2 separate regions of the Mus musculus genome follow, and region 2 is linked to region 1. The links are chromatin contacts, called in public HiChIP or PLAC-seq maps. All regions are on one chromosome and are shown on one strand. The core of a region is the stretch at or near the end of the contact, and the rest is flanking DNA. Distances in the headings are between cores, read along the strand shown.

The links. HiChIP or PLAC-seq counts read pairs in DNA pulled down with a chosen protein or histone mark.
Region 2: an HNF4G HiChIP or PLAC-seq map of pancreatic cancer cells shows a contact between it and region 1. The contact joins two enhancer-like sites.

Annotation. Positions count from the first base shown.
Region 1 is chr7:89,495,520-89,501,635 of GRCm38.p6, forward strand. No RefSeq gene overlaps it. Among named protein-coding and RNA genes, the nearest start is that of Prss23, 19 kb to the right of the region's middle. Within about 2 kb of position 4,637, at least 52 of the 459 cell types and tissues checked have an H3K27ac peak or open chromatin away from gene starts, as enhancers often do. A contact at or near this core is called in pancreatic cancer cells, where this site is marked.
Region 2 is chr7:90,306,396-90,312,267 of GRCm38.p6, forward strand. All of the region lies in intron 1 of Sytl2 (synaptotagmin-like 2), which reads left to right. Among named protein-coding and RNA genes, the nearest start is that of Sytl2, 6.9 kb to the left of the region's middle. Within about 2 kb of position 1,821, at least 52 of the 459 cell types and tissues checked have an H3K27ac peak or open chromatin away from gene starts, as enhancers often do. A contact at or near this core is called in pancreatic cancer cells, where this site is marked.

The sequences.
Region 1 (6,116 bases), core at 3,387-5,886:
AGAGGCAGTCTTATGGGGTCAGTTTTCTCTGTTCACCTTTGTATGAATTCAGAGGATTAAACTGAGGTCATTGGCTTACAGAGCAAGAGTTCTTACTTACTGAGCCATCCTGTCAACCCCAGATACAATCAAAGGAAAACTTTTCATAAACATTTATTAATGATATATATCAGTATGATTCCATGTGATAGTTCCATATGACATTGATTTAATCTAGCCTCTCTTCATCCTCCTTCCCAGGTCTATCACTTACCTCCCATGTATGAGAGAGAACACGGAGGGTGTTGTGCCCTTCTGTATCAAGTTTATTTCACTTGACATGTGTCTTCCAGTTCCAACTATTTTGCTGCCAATGACATGACTGCAGAGTCTTCAAGACTGAATAGATTCTATTATCTATCTATCAATCTATCAATCTACCTACCTACCTACCTACCTATCATTTATCACTTATAAGAGAATGTTTGCTTTATCCATTCATTCATGCTTGGCTATCTACATTGTTTCCCTGTCTTAGTTATTGTGAATAAACTACAATAAACATAGATGGTGAAGTATCTCTTTGGTATTCAATTCCTTTGGATATATTCCCACTTGGTAGCTTAACACCACTGTGTGAAAAATACAAGATAAACAATTATGAGGGATGCTTACTGTGGCTTACAGTTTTAGTAGCTCCATTCTACACTCATCTACAGCATTGATGATGGATGATGTTCTGGGTGAGGCAGGACATCAATGTAGGCTGAGCCTCTTGGTCTGACACTGCTCACTTCACAGCAGTCAGGAAGCAGCAAGATAGAGGAAGAAGCTGAGAGGGTCACAATATTCCACTGAAGGGCAAACTCCTCCAACCTCTTTCCTCTAGACCTTACTGCCTAAAGATTTCAATGCTTCCCAATTATGCCCAGACTAAATACACAGGTCTCTGTAGTGGTAGATGAATTGTGTGTGTGTGTGTGTGTGTGTGTGTGTGTGTGTACATGCATAGATGTTGAAGTATCTACACACATTCATGGATGTTTTTCATGTAGGTATCCCTGCACACTCAAGTGGGCATGCATGTACATATGCACATACATGTGTGTTTCCCAGGAACTGCTCACTTTGTGTTTATTTGAGGCAAGGTCTCTCATTGGCCTTGAAATCACAGGTTAGGCTAGGTTGGCTGGCCAGTGAATTCCAGGATTCTGCCTGTCCCCATCTCTACAACACATGGGGTTACAAGTATACACTACTATGCCCGGCTTATTTATGTGGATTCTTGGATCAAACCTGGATCCCATGCTTTTGGAGCCAGCATTTTACCAATTAAGCCCTCTCCCCTCAATAAATCCATTTTTATCTTTCTTCAGAATTTCCACACTGCTCATCTTAATGGTGACACCAACTCACATGAGTGAAACATTTTAAAGGGCAAAGAGGCACAATGCCTCATCTCTCGAGAAATGCCAATGATCGATCAATCAGAACATTATTCCTACAGTCTTTCAAAACTAACACTGAGAGCCAAGGTTCCATGATACCATGGAGTTGTTGCTTTATAGAAGACTCTGAGTCACAGTCCACAAAGCTGAAAGGTAGGCTTGCTCTTGCACCTGTTTTAGGAAGTCATTGGGTATGTCAACCTGTCTTCTATGTTGTTCTGTTGACATAGACATCTAACCTTAATCTCAGCTGCATCTACTGGGGCCAACAGGAGGAGTGACCGCTTCCCATCATTCTACTCTTCAAAGGCTCAGAAAGTTGGGCCCACTGGCTTAGCAACAATCTTTTGTATTGCAGATACAGTCAAGACACCATATTCAATCAAATTCCTACACTTCCAGGGCTGGTACCCAAGTTTCCACCTCAGTCCATTGCCCATACATAACACAGACTCTGGGCCAGGATTTAGTAAAGTTTTCTTTTATAAAGAGACATAGAAATAGATACAATATTCTAGCTAGTCCTCAAAGGAGCTCAGAGAGCTAGCAGGTGCCCTTTCTACTACTACTCACCAGGTCTTGTGCATCTAAGAATTCCAAAGGACAAGTGGATTTCACCACAATTTCAGATCCTTAGGCTACATAGCACATTCTCTTCAATCCCCTCTTCTCCTGGGTGTTCTGGCTTTCCTTTGAAATCTTTAACCTCTCTTATCCAAGCCTCCTGTTCTCAATGCTTGATGGGAAGTAATGAGGATTTGCTTGGCTCCTTTGAAAGGAGTGGGTTTTGAAGCACGAGGTAGTTGTTAGTAGCAGTAGGATTTTGCTTTGCAGCCTGTTTATGAACACATGTCTTTTCCACTTCCGTGAACTCTGCTTGGGCAAACCATGGTCTCATTTATCCTCGTATTTCTAATCAGCCATTGGAACACAGAGTTTCTGGGACTGGAAGCTTTAAAATGGGATAGAAATTGCTATGATCGCTCCTCTTTACCTTTACAGATTAGGGCATAGGTCCTGGGCAAGAGAGGCACACATAGCTCACCTGTCTCAGTCCAGTTTCCATTTTCCCCACTGTGTGTGGGTCAGAGGTGCCTGGAATAATGGAAGCACACTGACAGCACATTCAAGTCCTATCTTTACTACTAAATAGGCTGTATAGCACTATTAATTAATTTCTGTTAATTTCTCAGCTCCTCAGTCTGCTCATCTATAAGACAGAATTAAGGATGTTTATTTTTTCCATATTTTTTATGATTGGAAATATTAAAGTAAGAAAAATAAGAGCTAAATGAATCATATGTATACTATTACCCACACCACCTCATGTTTGTGACTGGTTGCTTAGATGCAGACTCCTAGTTTTTAGAAGCCTGACAGGATCTCCCCTACCCTGGCCCCTGCCTGAGCCTGGGCAGATCCAGAGTCAGGCACTTAATTGCTAGAGGCAGAAGACGTCAGCAATCTGTGGCTCTTGGTCGTTGTGATCGAGAACAGATCTTATAGCTATGCTCTCGCGATCCCTTGTTAACAAGACATCCAGCCATGGCAATGACCCAGTTTCCATCACATCCCCAGTGTGTTGAAACTGAGTAGCAGAAGGAACCATGGATTCCACCTATTCCCTCCTTGATAACATTGCAGAAATTCTCTGTACTAAGTTCCAAATATCTTACAAACTGTTTCCACCGAGAGGAACCATGCAGGCCATGCCCCTTCGTTCCCTATAGCCGCTGGTCACTCTGTTTGTGGCCAGTGCTGATTGTAACTGAGTCTTTCTTTCATTGAAGACAAACAGGTGTCCCTTAGGGTCCGTGCATTGATCCTGGCTCTCCTTTCCACAGTCATGTAGAACACAAGATCCCTTATCTTACTGGACTGTGCACATCTCTAAAGATGAGGTCATTTTTCATATGTTATCTCATTGGAAGTGGTTATGTGACGTTCACAAGGGCATGCACCATTTCAGTTTTACCTAAATGAGTGCCTTGCACACAGCACGTTCTATAAATACAAAGAAGTAAGTATCCTCCTACCATGTACTGTTACCCCACTGATTGCTTTATACTCACTCTACTCTTAAATGTTGAGTGTATGTGCTTACCAGCGTGTATGTATATGCGCCATGTCCATATAGATGCCCACAGAGGACAGGAAGAGGGTGTTGAATCCCAAGGAATTGGAGTGACCGGTGATTGTGAGCCATTGAGAACTGGCCAATGTGAGTATTAGGAGTTGGACCAATGTCCTTGTCAAGAGCAGCAGGTGTCCCTAATCATCTCTCCATCCCCAGTACTCCAACCTTGCTGGGAGAAGTCTCTAATCCAATTCTGCAGACCCTGTGTTGCTGGAGAGGAAATAGCATCAGCTTGTGTGATCGACTGTCCTCTTACAATTTAGATTTTAACAAAAGTAAGATTTTTCTTGAAAAATCTTTTAATAAAACCATTTTAAATTCTGAGAACTTCTTGGTACTCTTTAATGAGCCAATAAGGCTTTAAATTAGTAATGTTTGCTGCACTGAGCTTCCTGGTACAGATGTCTGGGATCTAACATCCAGCAGAGAGTCAGGCATTGACACTCACAGATCAGGCCTCTCCTTCATTTTCTACAGGATCTCAAAGGCTTTCCAAGGCATTTGGATGAAGCTCAAATGGTTGGGCGTGAACAAGTCACAGTTCCAACTATCCAGATGGAGCCAAGAAGTCTGGGACCAACTGCGGGGGAGCCCCCAGAGTGCTAACTTGTTTATTATGGATGAGAGTATGGGACTCGCGCCCAGCTGCATTCAGCATATATAATTGGCATTTTCAAAGTGCAACACAGCCTTTAAGTCATCCATGCACCCCTAGATTACCTGGCATCACGCCAATGTTGACAGAGAAAGTGAACGCCAGGCAAGTGGAAAACAGCGCTGAAGCAAAGCCACAATGGAAACTTCTAGGAAGGATTTCACCGCGGTCAGTAGAATGCATCGATCGTCACAAAGTGCCTGGACTACTTTGCACATTGCTTACCTTCAAGGGAAAAGGGAGAGGCTGTGTTTGGATGTCCCCTTTGTAAATGGGAGAAGATGTGGAAAAGACAAAGTTAAATCAAATACTTAGTAGAGCCACCAGAAAGTCCCTTTTGGGTTCGGAGAATTGGAGGAGAGCAGCATAGTTATAAGTCAAGGAAACCACTAGGGGGCAACCCAAGAATGGGGGAAAAGCAGCGGCGGCCGAGAAAAGTTGCTTTCTATACTATTCGAGGAAAGCTGAGATCACGCAGTAAGCAGAACAAGGTGATATTTCAACATGTTGATTTTTACCCAAGGTTACTCTTGACTTGGGAATTCCTCCTAACTGGTCAGAAACACTAAGCAACAACTCTCTAAACAGAATTGTGCTATCAGGAGAAACTGCAGCGCTAGAGTAGTGCACCTGACGGTTTTAAATTCCTTCTCCAGGGCAGTGGGAAACTTTGAAATGCTCGCAAATGGGAAGGACATTTAATTAATGGTAGATATAAAGTGACAGAGAGTAAAGAAAATCTGAGCACGCTTAGCGAGTGTTTATTACCCAACGCTGGCTGTTTGGTAAACAATAAACTGAAAGGAATTACACGTGTTAATGCCCAGGTTTATAGATTCAAGTGTGATCACAATGTTTTAGCCTTTTCCACAACTCTCATGAAAAATTAGATTTTTCGATTTAAATTCCCCTTTCTCCCAGTAAGTCTTGATGGCATTTTTCTATATTTAAGAACTCCAAAAGAACAGAGCAGGGGCGTTAGAGACTTTATGGAACAGAAGAACAGTCACAATTGAGGTGATCAGTACAGAATGATTCTTCCTGGTACTCTGCTGTAGCTGGCCGACAAACATCTTTGCTACAGTGGGAAAGCAAGATGAGATATTTTGTGGAGTTTCCTATCTTTGCGTTGGACTGCCCTGGCAATTATCTGGGAGTAGTAAAGCATGCCATTTTAAAAGGAAAATGTTCTGTGTCCCAGAATGGCTTATCCACAGAGGACATTAGTCACGCTTGGGTCACACTGCTTTGCCAAACATGGCATTTTTTCCCATCGGGGAACTGGATATAGAACTGGTATTAATAAATCCAAGAAAGGAAATGCAGCGGTGAGGCTGGACACTAACTGGGAGATTTATTAAAGTGTATGGGAGATTCTCAGCTAGTTTAACTCACAGAGTGGTAATTACATGTCATTGATGCCAAGATAGTTCTGTAGAGAGGGTGATCCCTGAGCCCTGGGAAATAGGGACAGTGTCTTTACTATAGTGACACGCAAGCATCTTGAACACACAGATGTGCAACGTTCTCTCTGCAATTCTGGGATGAGTGTGGGGGTGGGACTGGTACCCATTGTAGATTGTTTGCTGGGTAAGTAATTATGCCTGGAGAGATGGGAAAGGGCAAGCTAAGAGGAGGGGAGCTTGACCAATGACCAAAGATAAAAAACACAGGTATGTTCAGTAGGGCTTAGCTGAAAGTCAGACCGTATGAGCCTGGAGAGCAATGGAGAAGAAACTTGATCAATATATTGGATATCATACATATATATCATATATATATGTGTGTGTGTGTGTGTGTATGTGTGTGTATATATATATATATATATACATATATATACATATGCATATATATGTATGTATATATATATATGTATATATATATGATTCAAAGGTTA
Region 2 (5,872 bases), core at 571-3,070, 810 kb after region 1:
GTACTCACAAAAGACAAATTGTACAAACTGGGCTTTCCCCTTTCTGAACCCGGGCTTCTTTACTTAAACAGTTGGGGAATTGGATTGGATGAGATTTCTTGCAATCTTAAAGATCTGATTCTGGGTTATTTTCTTTTCTTTTTTTTTTTTTTTTCTTTTGTTCTTGATGTGTTTCACATAATTCTTGTTTGATTGATGACATGTTTCATTAAAGAGACAGAGCGTAATGCCTCCAAATTTTTTTTTTCCATTTTTTATTAGGTATTTAACTCATTTACATTTCCAATGCTATACCAAAAGTCCCCCATATCCACCCACCCCCACTCCCCTGCCCACCCACTCCCCCTTTTTGGCCCTGGTATTCCCCTGTACTGGGGCATATAAAGTTTGCAAGTCCAATGGGTCTGGGTTATTTTCTGCCCATGTCCCAAATGACTCTGGTAGTGGGAAAATGGTCCTACTCTCTGTTGCTTTGAGCTTTTGGTGACACCTTTGTGACAGTCCTCACTTGGCTGTCCTTTACACGTTGTTTAGAGGGCAGTTGTTTTTAGTCATTTAATTGTTAGCTATTAGTCTAGAACCTCCTAGGATGTTGGGAGGAGAGACCCACTTGGGGGATAAATTTTGGATTGGTAGGTATATAGAAATATAATAAAAGCAGAGTCTTTTTAAAAATCACAATAAAGTCATGTGGCTCACTAAGTATTTGCTGCTAAGTTACTAAGTACAGTGTTTTTCCGCAGTGCCCCCTGGGCACTTGGCCATGTGGTAGAACTCTTGCAGAATGTGGGAGGCACATGACCATACTTGACTAGCCCAGCACTGGACAGAGTGGAAAGAGGTTACAGAAGACAGGAGACAGAACACAGCTATGGTCAGGACAGGGATGGGAAGAAAAGGCCAATGTGGGACAGTCTGAGGCTCTGGGGGCTCAGGCTGTGCTCCTCAATGCTGCACCCTGAGACTGGCACTCCATAGAAGCTCAGTGAAGGATTTTAAATTAAACCGTAGGTGAACAAATGAAACAATGGATGAATCCCTCTGCTGAAACATGGTGCTGTGATTGAGAGGGAACCTGGCTAAAATGAAAGCATCTCCTACCCCATAATGTGTCACATGTATGTGAATGTGCATGCATGTGGAGGCCTGACATTGATGTCAGGAAACATGCTCAGTCACTCTTTCACTGTACTGAATGATGCATGTTCTCTAAGTCAGATCCAGGGCTTGCAGACATGACTAATCTCCCTAGCCAGCTTGTTAACGAGAGTCCCCTTTCTCTTGCTTCTGAGGCTGGTGCCCACCCAGCATTTATGTGGGTTCTGAGCATCTTAACTCTGGTCCTCGTACTTGCAGGACAAACATGTAACCTCTGAGCATCTCCCCAGCCCCATGCAGCACACTTTATCCATTCTTGGTAGCTGCCGATAAACATTAAATTTGGCCTCATATTCCTGAATCTTCTTTCTATAAGATCTCCAAGAATTAGTGGTGCAAATGGGTATGGATCTCAGAGGTGTCGTGCTTGCTTAACATACACAAGGGCCTGAAGTAGATCCCAGGCATGTATAGAGAAGCACAAGAAAATGGGCCCCCATGAACGCACAGAAAGACCTTGTAAGCAATTCCACACACGTCTGAGCTAGAGGAGGAAGAAAGGCATCACTCGGGTCCTGGGTGAACAGGCGCTTCTTTCTGTCCTCATGGGAGCATTGTTTTACTGTAACATTTTCACAGAACTGAACTGACACCATCAGCTCCAATCAGACAGATGTGTTTTATGCTGCCATTACTCATGGCCACAGGCGCCTGGGCCTTCCTGCCACTGGCTGAGTCACTTGGTTAAAACACAGGGCTGTGAGGCTGAGGGCACGAGCTGGAGACCAGACCAGAAGAAGCTATTCAGTAAGATCTGTGCTCTGGTCTCCCTGCCAGTGATCTGCATGGGACGAAGGTAGCTGTGGCAAGTTGGATTCTTTACAGCAGATTCATTACCACTGTTGGTTTTAAACTAGTCATTTGAATTTTAGAAGTGCAGTTTGAAGCTTTCCAAATGTCTGCTAAGGTTGGTTCCGTTTTGTCGTTGTGGGCCTGTTTAGGGAACTCATCTTGCTGTCCCCAAATCCTAACTTGTTACCATATCCTATAATCTTCATATGCTGCTAAGAGTCGTCATTTAAAGACTTGCTGCTTCATAACTATCTGGTGCCATTTCTGATTTAACTAGTTTCTGTCTGATGCAGTCACAGCAACTCATGAGCCGTTAAAGTCACAGACACTCATCAGCGAATGCTGTAAGTCTGTGCATCTATGTTTTCGAGGCATCATCACTGGTTATATAGGATCCATCCTCAGTTACTCTGAATGCATTTTCCCTGAGCTGGGCTGTGTTTGGGTGCTAATGGCCCATAATACATTATCTCTGATGGCTTCAGAATGCTCTTTTCAACCCCACTATGAAAGAAGATGATGATAGTGGTATCTAAGCTTTCTTTAGCACTTATTTTGCATCAGATATTATTCCAAACATGGCCCTACATATATTTGTTAACTATTAAAATAGTTTGTTACTGATAGTATTTTTTTGTTTCACTCACTGGAAATGGAGGCACAGATAAGTTGTCCAAGTTTACATAGCTAACAAGAGAAGGAATAGAGATTTCACCTCATGCATCTGGCCTCAGAGGCCATGGTTTGGATCATGGTTTGGAAGATAATTCAAAGTACTTGGTACCTGCCTGTGTCTGAATGGCATCCTGTCTTCTTGCTAGTGAAGGCAGGAGGTTACAAACTGAGTTCTAGGTGCAGATCTCATAGGATGCATAGCTTGTACAGTGTTGAGACTACACAAAAGAATATTTGAAAATAGGTGTGTTGCAAACACTTGGGAGATTTTTCTATAGAGAGACAATAATAATGAGGATTAAGTAGTCCGGGGAGTATCTAAGGGACAATAAAGGACAATAAACCACAAAGCGACTAGGCAGCAGCTTGGCAGCCTGCTTAAGGATCAATACTGGGCCTAGGGAGATGTCTTAGCAGAGGGGAAGAACTGATCTTGATAGTTGTCCACTATCAAGATCATGCATGCACCCCCCATCTCAAATTAAACAGATACATTTTTAAAAGGATCAATTCTGCTCTAGAAAAAGGCGATTGATGTGCAATGCTTAGAGTGTTAAGAACTAGTACTGTTTATATTATGTAAATTGTATCACCTATGGTCTTTAGGCGAAAAAACATTGTTTCTTTCTCCCCCATTCATTTTGGTGCTGCTATGAATAATAACCAGAACACGGTGATAAGCAGAATATCCATTTAAGATTTACTTTTTGTTTTTTATGCGTATGAATGTTTTGTCTGCATGTATGCATGTCTGCTACCTGTGCGTGCGTCTGGTACCTGTGGGGGTCAGATGATGTTCTCAAATCCTCTGGAACTGAAGTGACAAATGGTTGTAAGCCACCAAGTGGGTGCTTGGATAAAACCTGGGTCCTCTGCAAGAGCACAGGAATGCTTAGCTGCTTAGTCATATTCTACTTTCTAGAATTGGTATTATTTACTGACTACACGCTTGGTGTCAGTCTGTCAGTCTCTTATTTATCGAGTTGGAAGGAGAGGTCTCAGAAGAAACCTCACATCATCTTCATAGTCATTGTGAGAGAGGTCACATCATCTTCATAATCATTGTGGCCTTCCTAGATTCCCAGGACACTTTGCTAACTAATGGTTTAAAACAGACATTTTTTTAGGTACACACACAGATAGTAAGAAGTTGGGATCCTGATGTGGGATATATAGCAATATGATAGGAGAAGGATAATAGTAAAGAATATATTTCTAGTTAGTGTTCATGGTCAAATATGAGTCTAGAAGCCCCTGTTTCCTACAAAACCTATTGGCAGAAGAATAGAACTCAGGTTCGGACTCAGATAACCTTTTAGATCCACTTCTAGATGCGCAATTGAGCAGTAACTTAGTCTCTCCCAGTCTGTTTCCTTTTCTGAAAAAGTGTTTCATAATCTCTCAGTGTAAGGTAAAAATATATTAATGTAATATTTTAACAAAAGTATTATTTTCCTGTCATCACCACCAACAGCTAAAAGATACCAAGAGAAAGGGAAGAAGATAGGACAGAGAAGAGAAAAGAAAGGATCAGAAGATGGGTAGGGAGGTACCAAGATCAACAAGTGTCAGTTCCATTCTGTTTTCTTATATGTGTGAATGTTCATGTGTGTATGTGCGGGTACATGGATACGCATGCAGATGTGAAGTCCAAGGCCAACATCAGGTATCTATCATTTTCTGCTTTAGTTTTTGAGACAGGCTCTTACACTGAGCCTGTAGCTCATGGATTGATGGGACTGGCCAGCCAGCCAGCATCTGGATCTTCCTGTCTCCACAGTGCTGGGATCATGGTTGTGTGGCTATACCAACTTTTTAATGTCGGTGCCCGGAATCTGAACTCAGGTCTCCATGTTTAGACTGCACTTTACTGATTGCTATTTCCATCTCCTTCCTTTCCTTTCCTCTCTGTTATCTTCCTTCATTTCTCTTGACTTCTTCTTTTGGTTCATTTAGTTGGCACCAGTAAAGTAATAATCATGGTACAAGATGGTAAATGTCTTGGTAAAAAGAAATGCAGCTTATTGTAAGATTACAGGGAAAGGCAACTACCTGTAAAATTTGCAATGTGATCGATGAACTAAATCTGGCTAAGTGGCATTTTGCTAGGTTGGGAAGGGGACAAAGTGGAGAAGACAGATACAAGACATAGAACCTTTAAAAGCACACAGACAAGGGTGACCTGAGAAGGGAACATGGGGAGACTGAGATGGCACTTAAGGCAGTTAGGTTATAGTGGAGGTGCTACTAATGTGATGAAATGACAGCCAAAATAAAACCAGGCTTAAAAACCCTTAATCCTCAAGGCCACAAAGCATTAACAGAAGTTTCTCAATATTGTAAATGAAATGACTAAGTGTCTTTAGGAGAGTTCACACCCCAAAGGATAGAGAGGGCACTTGAGGTTGACCAGCATGCTTGTTTGGACTTGTAGGTACCGCTGAGACACCATGTTTTAAAGTTGTTTTTTTTTTTTTTTTGGTTGCTACTATGTGTAGATAGGAGATACTGCTATTTAATTCAAGATTGCTCCCAGAGGGTACATGGCTCTCTTAGTTAGAGTTTTACTGCTGTGAACAGACACCATGACCAAGGCAAGTCTTATAAAGAATAACATTTAATTGGGGTTGGCTTACAGGTTCAGAGGTTCAGTCCATTATCATCAAGGCAGGAGCATGGCAGCATCCAGGCAGGCATGGCGCAGGAGGAGCTGAGAGTTTTACATCTTCATCTGAAGGCTGCTAACAAAATACTGACTTCCAGACAGCTAGGATGAGGGTCTTAAGCCCACATCCACAGTGACACACCTATTTCAACAAGTCCATACCTTCTTATAGTGCCATTCCCTCGCCAAGCATATACAAATCATCACAATGGCATATTGAAAACTGATGATCCCTTTGTTTTAATTTATATGATTCACATTGAAGCTGTTTTATTTTTTAAACAGTTAAATATATGCTAAGCTTATTTTTCTATTTTATTTATTTATTCACCAACTGATTATGTGTATGGTGTATGTGCATGTATGAAAATTATTTATTTATTTATGCTAGATGAGCACTGTATCATTGAACTGAATTTCCAGCCCTCATTTGCTATTTCAGATACAGAGCATAGGTCTCCTTTTGGTACAATGATTGAGTCTTAAACCAAGAAAGACTTTCTAAGGACCCTTTTCATATCTTTAGAACTGAGTTTAAGATTCTGGGATTAGACACTCACTGTGTGCTGAATTTGGTTAACA